2 separate regions of the Mus musculus genome follow, and region 1 is linked to region 2. The links are chromatin contacts, called in public Micro-C maps. All regions are on one chromosome and are shown on one strand. Each heading gives the region's core, a stretch centred on a gene start, on an enhancer-like site or on the middle of the called end of the contact. The rest is flanking DNA. Distances are from core to core; before and after follow the strand shown. Region 1 holds the start of Gpr158 (G protein-coupled receptor 158). Region 2 holds the start of Arhgap21 (Rho GTPase activating protein 21).

Region 1 (5,905 bases), core at 22-2,521, 400 kb after region 2:
ACTTGATGTTTGTCATCATGCCAATTGACCCCTCTCTCTCTCTCTTTCTCTCTCTCTCTCTCTCTCTCTCTCTCTCTCTCTCTCTCTCTCTCTCTCCAATATATTTCTGAGCATCATACTGTCTTCAGAAGGCCATTACCAGTCTCCCAAATCAGGGACTACCTGATCTTGGACACCCACTGTACAAAACTAAGAGCTAAACAAATTATTTTTCTTTACATATCAGTTTACAATGCTAGAAACACAGAATAGCCTAAGGTATTTTTTGCTAGAACAAAATGACATAGTACAGTAAGTCTATCTTGGACTGGCATGAGTGACATCTTTGTTAGTTGGGGACTAAAATAAACCTGGGATTTTCTGCATGTGTCTTCTTGAGGAATTCAAAAGTGGAGGCACATTTAGAAAGTGCAGATTCAACAGGGAAATGCCACAGGAAGCTTTGAGAGCTTAGGGGCTCTCCCAATTCTTTCTGGAGCTGGCACATCTCTGGAGCCCTTCCTTGAAGTCTGAGATGTTTTTCATGAATTCCAGCAACTCACTGACAGTGACTTTTTATCCCACACACCACAGATTCACTGTTTTGCATCCTCATTCTCTCACAGTCTACAACACGCAATTCTTGATCATGTCCCCTCTCCACACATCCTTTTTGTCAGAGCTCCCCTTCCATTCTGGCCCCGAATAAGAGAATCTTTAAATATGACATTTATTTTTCCTTGAAGCTCGGCCAGTAGACGTCTCCATTACTCTCTAACAGCTAAGACTATCCTTGGCAAGCCAGGTTTAATCATTCTCTTAACCAAAAACAAGGAAGAGAATTTGATAATTTGCCTAAAAAATGAGCAGATGCTAAGAAGGACACATTTCCATCCTACGTTCCCTCCTCCCCAGTTTCAGTCAGAAATGAAAACTACTCTCTTCTCCCTCTTTTCCAGGCAAAAGAAAGGGCTGATTTTACTAAGCAAGCAAGATGCCAACAGCCTCCTCCTCCTCAGTAGTCCAAGTTTCCTTCGCTTTCAACCACCAAAAGCGCCACTTCTCCCCTATTTCCCACCCACTCCTTGCCACCCCTGAAGGTTTCCGAGTCATCAGGGAACACGAGTGGGTGAAAACAGCGCCGCCGCCTCCTCCTCCGCCTCCTCAGTGCGCCTCGGGTTCAGCACTGGACAGCTCCCGCCCCAGCCAACAAATGGCAGTCAGCTGATTGACAGAGGCGCCGACCAAACAGGGCACAAGACGACTTGAAGCCGCCCTACAAGGGTTTGGTTGCGGCCAAGCTGTCTCTTTAAACTGCTTTCATCTGAGAGCAGAGAAAGGCAGCGCTGTGGTTTGTGGCCAAACCTAAAGGCTCTAGTTAATCAGCTGCCTGGCTGTCTGGACTGCAGACACACGAACGTCTTCAAAGAAAACCTTGGTTCCTTGGGACTCGCCGCTGAGCTCGCGGCTTGGATCTGTGTGCGCGCTTCCATCTCCGGGCGAAGCGGTCGAGGAGGGGCCAGAACTGGGAGGCGGGAACGACCTGCCAAGGGTGAGATGATGGAGCAGCATCTTTGGTGGCCGCGGTGGCAACATCAGCTGCATCAGCAGCATCAGCATCAGCTCTTGAACACACCTCAATGAGAGCGGCGGTGGAAGCGGCTGAGCAGAAAGACGTAAGCGGGCTAACTATAGCTGCTGGGGATGTAACCTGTTTGGCTCAAGGCTGCGAGGTGCGTAATCCCGAGCCGACCCATTGTGGAGCCGGGCGCAGCCAGCATTGCCACAGGTGATTTGGTCTGTGACGGCAGCTGAGCCAGCTGGGCCAATTTCAAAACATTCTTATTTTAAAGTCCATCTGGACTGGGCGCCACCTGGAGAAGAAGGAAGCCTCCCCTCAAAAGTCTTACTGATGATAAATTGAGGACCAAAATTTACAAAGTGACTCCTCCGGTTATCGCCTCTCTTCTATGCTAGACAGATGGGAGCCATGGCTTACTCTTTACTCTTCTGCCTCCTGCTCGCTCATCTGGGATTGGGAGAGGTTGGTGCCAGCCTCGACCCTCCGGGACGGCCAGATTCCCCTCGAGAGAGGACTCCGAGGGGGAAGCAGCATGGTCAGCAGCTGCCGCGAGCCTCTGCCCCAGACCCCTCTATTCCCTGGAGCCGCTCCACTGACGGCACCATCTTGGCACAAAAACTAGCCGAGGAGGTGCCCGTGGACGTGGCCTCTTACCTCTACACTGGGGACTTCCACCAGCTGAAGAGAGCCAACTGCTCAGGCCGCTACGAGTTGGCTGGCCTGCCGGGAAAGTCACCGTCCCTAGCCAGCTCCCATCCTTCCTTGCACGGGGCGCTGGACACTCTGACACACGCCACCAACTTCCTCAACATGATGTTGCAGAGCAATAAGTCTCGGGAACAGACCGTGCAGGATGACCTGCAGTGGTACCAGGCTCTGGTGCGAAGTCTCCTGGAGGGTGAGCCCAGCATCTCCCGGGCGGCCATCACCTTCAGCACCGAGTCGCTGTCCACGCCCGCCCCGCAGGTCTTCCTCCAGGCCACCCGCGAGGAGAGTCGCATCCTGCTGCAGGACCTGTCCTCCTCCGCTCACCACCTGGCTAACGCCACTCTAGAGACCGAGTGGTTCCATGGGCTTCGGCGAAAGTGGAGGCCCCACTTGCACCGCCGTGGCTCCAATCAGGGGCCACGGGGCCTAGGCCACAGCTGGCGGCGCAGGGATGGGCTTGGAGGGGACAGGAGCCACGTCAAGTGGTCCCCACCTTATCTGGAGTGCGAGAATGGGAGTTACAAGCCTGGGTGGCTGGTCACGCTCTCTGCTGCCTTCTACGGGCTTCAACCTAACCTGGTCCCGGAATTCAGGTAGGGAGAGGGTTGGAAAGGGCACACGCAGAGTCATCCTTTGGTTTTGTAAATGGCCATCCTGGGGAAGCACACTTGTCTGCCAGTGAGACTTTAAGTCTTCAGCCTTGGAACTGAACTTCAGACTAAGGGATGCGGAGGCAAGCTCGTGTGGGGAGGGGTGAGAAGTGCCCGGGTCTGTCTACTTTAGGCACTCATGGAAAGCCTTTCCTTGCTGTGCAGTGGTGGTGGCGGAGGGTCAGGGGACATAGCAATTGGCCCCAATCCTTCCATAGCATAGGGGGAGAAGATTAATGGTGGTGTCCCCGAACTTTGGGCCCATCAGACAGAGTCAAGAGCACCAGGTGTGTGTGTGTGTGTGTGTGTGTGTGTGTGTGTGTGTGTGTGTGTGTGTGTGAGAGAGAGAGAGAGAGAGAGAGAGAGAGAGAGAGAGAGAGAGAGAGAGAGAGACAAGGAGTGAGAGTTCCTTGAATCTGCCACTATGGTGTAGCCTCTGCCCACTTCCTGTGAATGTAGTTTGGAGCGCAAGCCTGCTGTTAGTCAGCTACCAGAGCGTGTAATTAAACCTGTGCCATCCCCTGGGCAGTTCTGGCCACTCAGCACTGAGTCACTCCAGGATCAGCAGCAGAGCCTTCTCCAGGATCCAGACTTGGCAGTTTGGTCAGAATACTCCCACTGGCTTTTCTCTTCTTCTAGGCATCAGCTTTCCTTCCTGGTGTCTTTCTCCTCCTATTCTCTGTTAGGCACATCTGAAGGTTCTCCACTAGAGTTGGGGAGGGAGGAATCAGTCTTACCCAAACAGAAAACTGGAAAGAAACTTCAGTAGCTCTCCTGATGGTGTCAGAGGAATGCTAGCACTCTCAGATTAGAACTGTTGCCCTGCAGCTTTGGTGAGGAACTTCTAGAGGTAGCCTCTTAGAAATGCATGCAAGGAAAGCACAGAAAGGAGGGAGGGGGACTGCAGAGAGGGTTTTGGAGAGAACTAAGGTTGATGGGGTTTTCCTCGGGCCCCTGATGGGAAACTCTGTAAGGAACGGGTCAGGGGTTGGAACTGATTTTTTTTTAAAATAAATATTTAAACTTTTTGGAACTTGGAAGAAGTGAGAGAACTGTCTCTGTCTCTCTCTCTCTCTCTGTGATATTTTATTTACTTCAACTTTAGCATTTCAGAGACAGAATACCAATATGCTGGAACATACCAGGGCAAGCAATGGGTAGGAAACCCCAGAAAGAAAAGCATTGCCTTTTTACTGTAGAACTGCCTCAGATGAGCTGCCTAGCCTCACTGGGCCCTGTGTACTTATCTATCAACTGTCAGGATCGAAGTACTTTGTCTTTAGAGAATTATACAGCCATAAAATCCTGTAGCCTTTAATGCCTGCAAGCTTGAAAAGGGACAGATGAAGACCCCTTCCTTCTTTGTTTCTACATGAATTCCCCCCGCCCCCCCCCCACGTGTGTTTATGATTCCTTTATAGATCCTATCTTAAACTGCAGCAACTTTCCTACTTTCAGGACAATCTCATCTCCTCCTGATTCTGGCAGGATCCTATTAGTAAGCTCTCAGATCAGCTTTGAATCTTTGCCACAGCATTTTCTCAGAAGAAGAGGGCTCAGCAGATGCCACTTAGAGCCAATGAACCATGGCCTTTAGATGATCCCTTTTAGAGAGTCTCAGGATTGACCCCCTCTCCCTTCTTTTCTCTCTTTCCTTTTCTCTTTCTCTCTTTCCTTCTCTCCCACCCTCTTCTTCCTGTTCCCCATATTCCCTGACTGCCTCTCTCTCACCTTTTGATTGATGTTAGTCAATATGCTACATACTTGATGTTACACTCTGTGCTAACTGCTTGGCATAACTATCTTGGCAACTTTTCCCAGCAGTTGTCTGAATTCTGTGTTATTGTTTTCTATATTTTCTGTAAGGGGATCTGAAACACAGAGTGGTTAAATTTTATTACTGATTGCATAGTTATTAAATAAAGTAGTTCAGATGCAAGTTTACTTTGTGCTTTTAGCTAGTATGCTGTTTCATAAAGATGACTTAGTAAACTGGGAAGGTATTTCATTTGAATGAGATTATTTCTGACGGCCAAATATGGGATGGGAGGAAGACCATTTGGATATAGAACTCTCTCTCTCTCTCTCTCTCTCTCTCTCTCTCTCTCTCTCCCTCCCTCCCTCCCTTCCTCCTCCCCCTCCTTCTCTCTCCCTTCTCTGTTTGACTTCCTCTCTTTGCCATCTTCTTATTTCTCTCCGACTCTGCCTTGTTTTTCCAACTCCCCCCTCTTTCTCTCACATGTTGGGGATGTAACCTGGGCACAACACATGTTAGCCAAGGGTTCTATTATTGACTCACACTACCAGCCCCTAGAATATCTTCTCTTATAATCCAAAAATATGTTGTTTCAATGTACCCAGTACTTTCAGCCAGCCAAGGCTGAAGAGGCAAAAGGATTCAAGCTTGTGAGAAAGACATATTCCTTGAGTATGCTCACTAAAAGGTTATTTCTTTAAATGCATCTGTATTCACCAATGCTGTTAGCTAACCTACAAAGCCAGTTGTGTGCCTGGCTGCCTACAGAACCTGGTCTGTCTCAGAAGATCCACAAAAAGCAGGATCTATGCCACTGTGAGCACTGCCTGCCCCACCAGTGGCCTCCTGTATTGAAGATGTAAAGAGATGTTCACTGTGGGAACTACAAATCCATTAAAGGGATTAGGTGTTGTTTCCCAAGAAGACAGAGCTAGACAGATGTCACTTATCCAAAAGTCGTACATATTGTTTGTGGCAACAACAGAACAGGGCCACAGACTTCCTTTCAGAGTTTAGAGATAGGCATTAGATATATCTATGGCATGTTTCTGTAGCTCCATGGGTTGGAATTGGAGTAGAATGGGAACCCCTTTTGCTAAATGTGTAAACATCTTTCTGGGGGTAGCTAGAACTGTCTGGTACTTAGGACTGGAACAAGATATTGAAATGATTGTATATATATATATATATTGTTATTTTGTACTGATGGTTAAACCCTGGGACTTTCAT
Region 2 (5,667 bases), core at 856-3,355:
TAAAGTCAAAACATATTAATTTAATACCAAATTCAATTAATCTTTAAATGAGCAAAGTACAGTCAATGTTGTTTTTTTCACTCCTAACTAGAAACAATAGCCATACAAGCAACGTGCCCAAATGAAAACATATTTCATAGCCTTTAAATACTGCCACTATCAATCAACCAGTAGGAAACTAGCTGTAAGTACACACCGCTTTCTAGTCAAGTACAAGATGAGTCTACGTTCTTGGTTTGAGAGCAACCCTTAAACAATAACAACATACACACATATATTATCAAATAAACGTTAGTTCTTGCAAATACAATGCAAGCAGCATGCTAATTAAAGTGTTCACAAGACAATGACAAATAAGGTTTTAGGACCACAGCATATATTATTATGTAACAGCAATACCCATTAAGCAATCACCAGGCTGTAGGTAGGTCTTCCAAAAGGCGTCATTATGGTTTACTGTGATCAGAGGATTGTGGTGTCAAGACTTAATCATGCTTTACCTGCAAGCAGGTGTTTACTGATATCAAAAAGTAGAAAACTAATTATTGCTGTAAACCTGAGGCTCTGTCCAATAAACTGTAGCAACACACAAAAAGCCCCCACCACACAAACTTTCTATCCCCAAGTGAAGTAAACTGTGAAGCAAATTTTCTGCACGTTTTCTTAGCCAAAATTTAACAAAATGTCCAAATCCACATGTTTAGCACTAGCCATGTTCCAAAGACCATGAAGAGAAAAATTTACAACAGAGGCAAAGAAATAGTGAGCTCAGGAGGGCGGGCTCACTGGAGATGTGGCTACTGCCATCACTGTCGTCTCAATAGAGAACAACAACGTTCAGCACCTTTAACAAGCAAATTACAGGAACTATATAAAACAAAGTAAATACGATAGAACCATAACATAAACTCCACGTACACCAGCTCAAAATCAAGGAATAAAGGAATAAAAGACACCAGAGCAAGTGATGCCAAAAGTGAACAGATTTTCTACAAATTCTGTTCGGGTGGCTCAAAAAAAAAAAAAAAAATTTTTTTTTTTTTACAAGCCCTAAGTAACTTCTCAGCCAGCCGTTCTCTGCACTTCAGTGAAAGGCACCTGCCACCCACAAGAGCCCACAGAACCGTGCAGCGGTATACGGGCCAACTGAGCTTAATAAAAGAACAGCAAAGCCAGAAGATTTCCAGGAGGTTGGAATTTCAACACCACAGGTGTTTTCCAAGACTGAGTCTAAACCGTCCATGGAAGCCTTCGATTCCCACCCAAAGCTGCTATAGGCACCACTAGGAACCAGGATCCCTTCCCATCTGAGTCGAAAACATTGGATTCCGGCCGCACCAAAGAGTACCACCTGCCCTCGCCACAGAGGATGTAACACACACAAGAGTTACATAAAGCCAGCCCCAAGCTGACCAGTGTCCAAAACACTGGAGGAAAAATGGATGCTGAATATTACTGGTCTCAGGCTTCTCGGGAAGACATGGAAGACTGCCCCCTGCTCAGAAGGGTAACCAGGATTCTGGCATGTAAGACAGACTTGCCCCTGCTAATTAATCGCTAAAGTCCCTAGAAACAGTCCTAGGCCAGGTTTCACCTCCCTCCAGGTCAACTGGGGCGCTGCCACCAAACAGCTGACCGACCGACTCAATGGCAGACGACCCCGTACTCTCAGCACGCTCACAGACATGAGCCACCGCCCAGCTAGCTGGCTTACCTCACAGGCAGAGGCCGCCCCACAGGCCTTGAGTTTGTCACCATCTTCCTCAGGCAGACCAGTCCAATGTGTGGCCATCATTTCATTTCAAATTGTAAAGGGACAAATCCTTTGGAGTCCACATTGGAGAAGTGCCACCACACACCAAACGGGAAGCAATTCCACAGCAGATTCTGAGGCGATGAAGGACTGGTCAAAAAAACGATTTGCAGGAAGCCCCTTCAAATACCTTCTTCAACAGACTTAGCCCTCTTCATTTCTCCAGTCTTAAAGTTCAAGGGCGACAGGTTTCCTTGGCAGGTAGGGTGGAAGCCAAGTGCAGAGAGAAGAGGTCCGCTTCCAGGCGGTGTTACTCGGAGGCCAGAGAAAAATCAGCTTTCGGAGAGCCTTCCTGGAACAGGGAGAAGTTAATGAAGGACATGAACTTTCCCCAGGCGCCGATCTTTAGCCTTGCCACAAGCCCGGACCAAGCTCCCCCTCTCCCACAATACGAAGAAGTAAAGTCTACTAAGGTGAATCCTCTCATGCAACAATTAAAAAAGAAGGAAAACGCCTGAAGGTCGGTTAGAGAAAGAGAACGAGACCTCAGAACTGCCCCGGTGGCTATGTCAAACACGCCTGGCTGCTATGAAGCCTTCGAGAAGGGGGGAGAAAAAATCCCGATTCAAGTGCTGCATTTCCTGGGCAACGCCGAGGCAGTGGGCTCATTCTGCAGCACCCGGACACCTACTCTTAAGCGAAGTTTTCTCCGCACCGGGTTAGACTCGCAGACGCCCTACAACTCCCCAACAAACAAACAAAAAGCCAGCTCGGACCAGGGCGGGCGTGGGCTCGGCGGCGTCTGTGGCGGCGGCCGCCCGGGCCGCGGGTGACTCCGGCCGGCCGTGGCAGCCTGCCCTGCGCCCCGGCCCGCGCCCCCAAGGAGACGGCTGTTTTCCTTGGCCCGCGGCGGGGATGGGTGGGGAGGCGTGCGGCCGCGGGTGGGACGCGGCGCCGCTCCCGCTCCCGCTCCGGATCCCTAGCATGCTTCGGAAGAGCCGCGGCCCCGGCAACTCTCAGCTCCCGGCTACGGCCCCCCACCCCCGAGCCCGGCTCGCCCTCCCCGCCGGCCACCTGAAGCAGAGGGGAAAGCGACGAGCAAACCACCCACCTACCACTATTTCCTCCGCCCCTTCCTGAGGCGGGTCGCCGGCGCGGGCTCCCGGGAAGCGCGGCCGGGGCGCGTGCGGGAAGCAAGGGCTCCGCTCGGCAGCTCGGCCCGCGGCGGGGCGCGCTAGGCCGCGGCTCGGTTAATATTCATGAGGCGCCGCCCCTCCTCCGCAGCCCGCCGGACCCCGGCGCCCGCCGCTCGCCTTTGTGCCCCGGCCTCCCTCGCTGCACACACGCGGGCGCGGCCTCCGCGGGCCCGCGCTTCAGCCCCAGGCGGTGAGAGGAGCGGCCACGCAACGGAGAACGCGGGTTAAGGGTCGGCTCCCAGGCAGCGCCGCGACCTGCCCCGGCCAGCCTCGGGCTCTGGGCGCCGCGGGAGGGCGTGGGGCGGGGCGGCGGCCGCCGCACTCAAGCCTGGCCGGGCCGGCCGGGGCCCCACGCTCCCGCGCCCGCGATCGCCGAGCGCGAGACTGGCCGGGCCGGCGGGCGCGCGAGCTGCTTCCCGGGGGCGGACTGCTCGCGCCTTCCTTCTGGATCCACCTCCTTCTACCCCACCTCCTTCCCCTCCCCTCCCGGGGGACGCTCCGGGGCGAGGAGTTTTCGGTCTGCAGTCACCCGGCCCCGGGAGCCAAGCTAGAGGAGGAAGACGGGCCGGGACAGGGGTGGTGCTCGCCAGGCCCCCTACAACCTGGGCACCCGCTAGCTCTTTCGTCCCCGCACCCCGACGCTGGGCACACAACTCCGGCTGCTTCCCGAGCGCCGCTCCGGGAGCGAGCACATCCCTGCAGCTGTCTGCCGGACAGGTCTTGGGGGACGGCGGCCCCTTTTTTGCAGCGGGTGGGGCGAGAAGCTACGGGATGTGGAGCTTCCAGATAAGGGAGTGTCCCTGCCCGCCGCACTGCAAGGTAGCTTCCTGCGGTAAGCAGGGACTGGGTGGTGGCGGTTACGAGTCATTCAGAATTTTTTTCTTGTTTTTTTTTTTTTAAAACCTGCAGGGCGGCTGAGCGATTAGGCGCGGCTAGCGGAACCGAGCGGCGGTGGCTGGGCTTTCCCCACGCTCCCGTCACTAGTTAAGCCGCCAGCCCCGTGGCAGCCGCTCCACAGCCCACTCCCGGGCCTGGGCTCTGACCCGAACGGCTGGCTCCGCCCTGTTGCACCTCATAACATCTCCCGCTGCAAACCGTCCAATCCGGTGACGCTACGACAGTATGCGACCCAATCAAGGGCTACCGCTCAAGCCTTCTACCCCGCCCCTCAGCCTCCCCTTCCCACTCCATCTCGGGAGGTGGCTCACCAGCTCTGATCCCTAGAGGAGCCTCTAGCTCTGGGGATAGTGCTTGGCACCTCTTCACCACCCCACCCCTGTCCTCTCCCCGTCTTATGCACACCCCCCCTCCAGGTCTCTGCCCTGCTGATGCTGTTGAGGGTCCTTTCGATCCTCATTGACAGCTTTTGTGTCTGCCACCATCCTGAGAGAACAGAACAAAAACCAAGATGCTGTGGAACGTGTTACCTTTTTCATCTTTGCTACAATTGCCTTCTAAAGACTCCTCCTCCTTTCCACACCCATCGCCTAGGGTCCTGTTTCTTGTGGAGGTTTTTGAAAGAGCACTCAGGAGCTGATAAAGAAGAAACTGAACCTCACTTTATTGTTCCTTACAGTGAAAGAGGGCAGACAGAATTTACAACCAAATCCAGGCAGAATTTACCACCAGAACCTGACATTTAGAGGAGAGAAATTAACTAGATCTTTTTTTTTTTTTTTTTTTTTTTTTTTGCAGTAGCCATGAAATATGTAAGGTGTGACTGCCCCTAACCAAATTAACCAATAGCCAGGGTGATAAATAATAAATAAATGAAAACAGAGCCTACTACTGTATATTTGTGATTTACTGAGTAGCAGCATGCAGGTCGATGGCAGATCTAGGTATACCCTGCCGTTGGGTAAAGCAGCAAAAACTGAATAGAAATATAACATTCAAACAGTTTATCCCTGGTGGGCTTAGGGAAAAGTTCACATCCACCACTGACAGATGCAAATGTGTGTGCATGGCATAACTGAGTGCCTAACAGCTGAGCATATCTACAAGGTTTTGATCTTACAAATGTTGGTTTGGGGAGAAGGTTTCCTTTTGGTACTGGAGAAGAAAAAGTTGCCAGTAAAAGGAAATAAAAGTCATTATGGAATTATGGGTAAGTAACAAAATCTACAGATGCAACATTTCAGTCAAAGGAAGTACCATGTGAGAACCAAGATTCTATCTAGGGCCTGGAGAGATGATATGTGGCTCAGCAGTTGAAACAGTTCCTGGGATGCACACCAGCCAGCTCACAAACACCTGTAACTAAAGTTCCAGGAATACCCAACACCTCTGGTTTCTGAGGGTACTTGTATTCACTGCACATAAGCACACACACACACTTAAAGTCTTTTTAAAAATACTACCATCTATCTTCCTCATTTTCCATGTAATGGGGCAAATGTTTACTTGTTTGTAAGTACTAGAGCTGATCAGGACCAATGGCAGCCAGCATCTCTTTAGCTCCGTCTCCTGGTGGGTACTACTCAGAGTTTTATGTACATCTTAATGAGATTGTATTGTGGAGGCAGGAGTCGAGCCCAGAATCCATTCTTTGATATACAGCTACTTCAAACATTCTTTTCAATTATAATAACCATATTACCCAGCATTTAACTATGTGCCTATAGATTTGTGGTCAATAAGTAAGAATTTAATCCTATTTGTAGGACAGGTATGGTCATAGTGTCCCAAAATCATGGGAATGCTTCTCATAACTTTATG

The links. Hi-C and Micro-C count contacts between places; a contact is called where the count stands out from the background.
Region 1: a contact with region 2 is called in a Micro-C map of embryonic stem cells, with 4 times the contacts expected there. The contact joins the promoter of Gpr158 here to the promoter of Arhgap21 in region 2. A contact is called at or near these places in 3 of 484 Hi-C or Micro-C datasets (cortical neurons and embryonic stem cells).

The regions. Positions count from the first base shown.
Region 1 is chr2:21,366,296-21,372,200 of GRCm38.p6, forward strand. It overlaps Gpr158 (G protein-coupled receptor 158), which reads left to right and starts at 1,272. Exons shown (of 11, transcript NM_001004761.1): 1 at 1,272-2,862. The coding sequence starts at 1,961.
Region 2 is chr2:20,965,616-20,971,282 of GRCm38.p6, forward strand. Arhgap21 (Rho GTPase activating protein 21) reads right to left here and starts at 2,106. Exons shown (of 24, transcript NM_001081364.3): 1 at 1,715-2,106. The coding sequence starts at 1,795. Gm13375 (predicted gene 13375) reads left to right here and starts at 3,259. Exons shown (of 2, transcript NR_033225.1): 1 at 3,259-3,768; 2 at 3,859-4,733.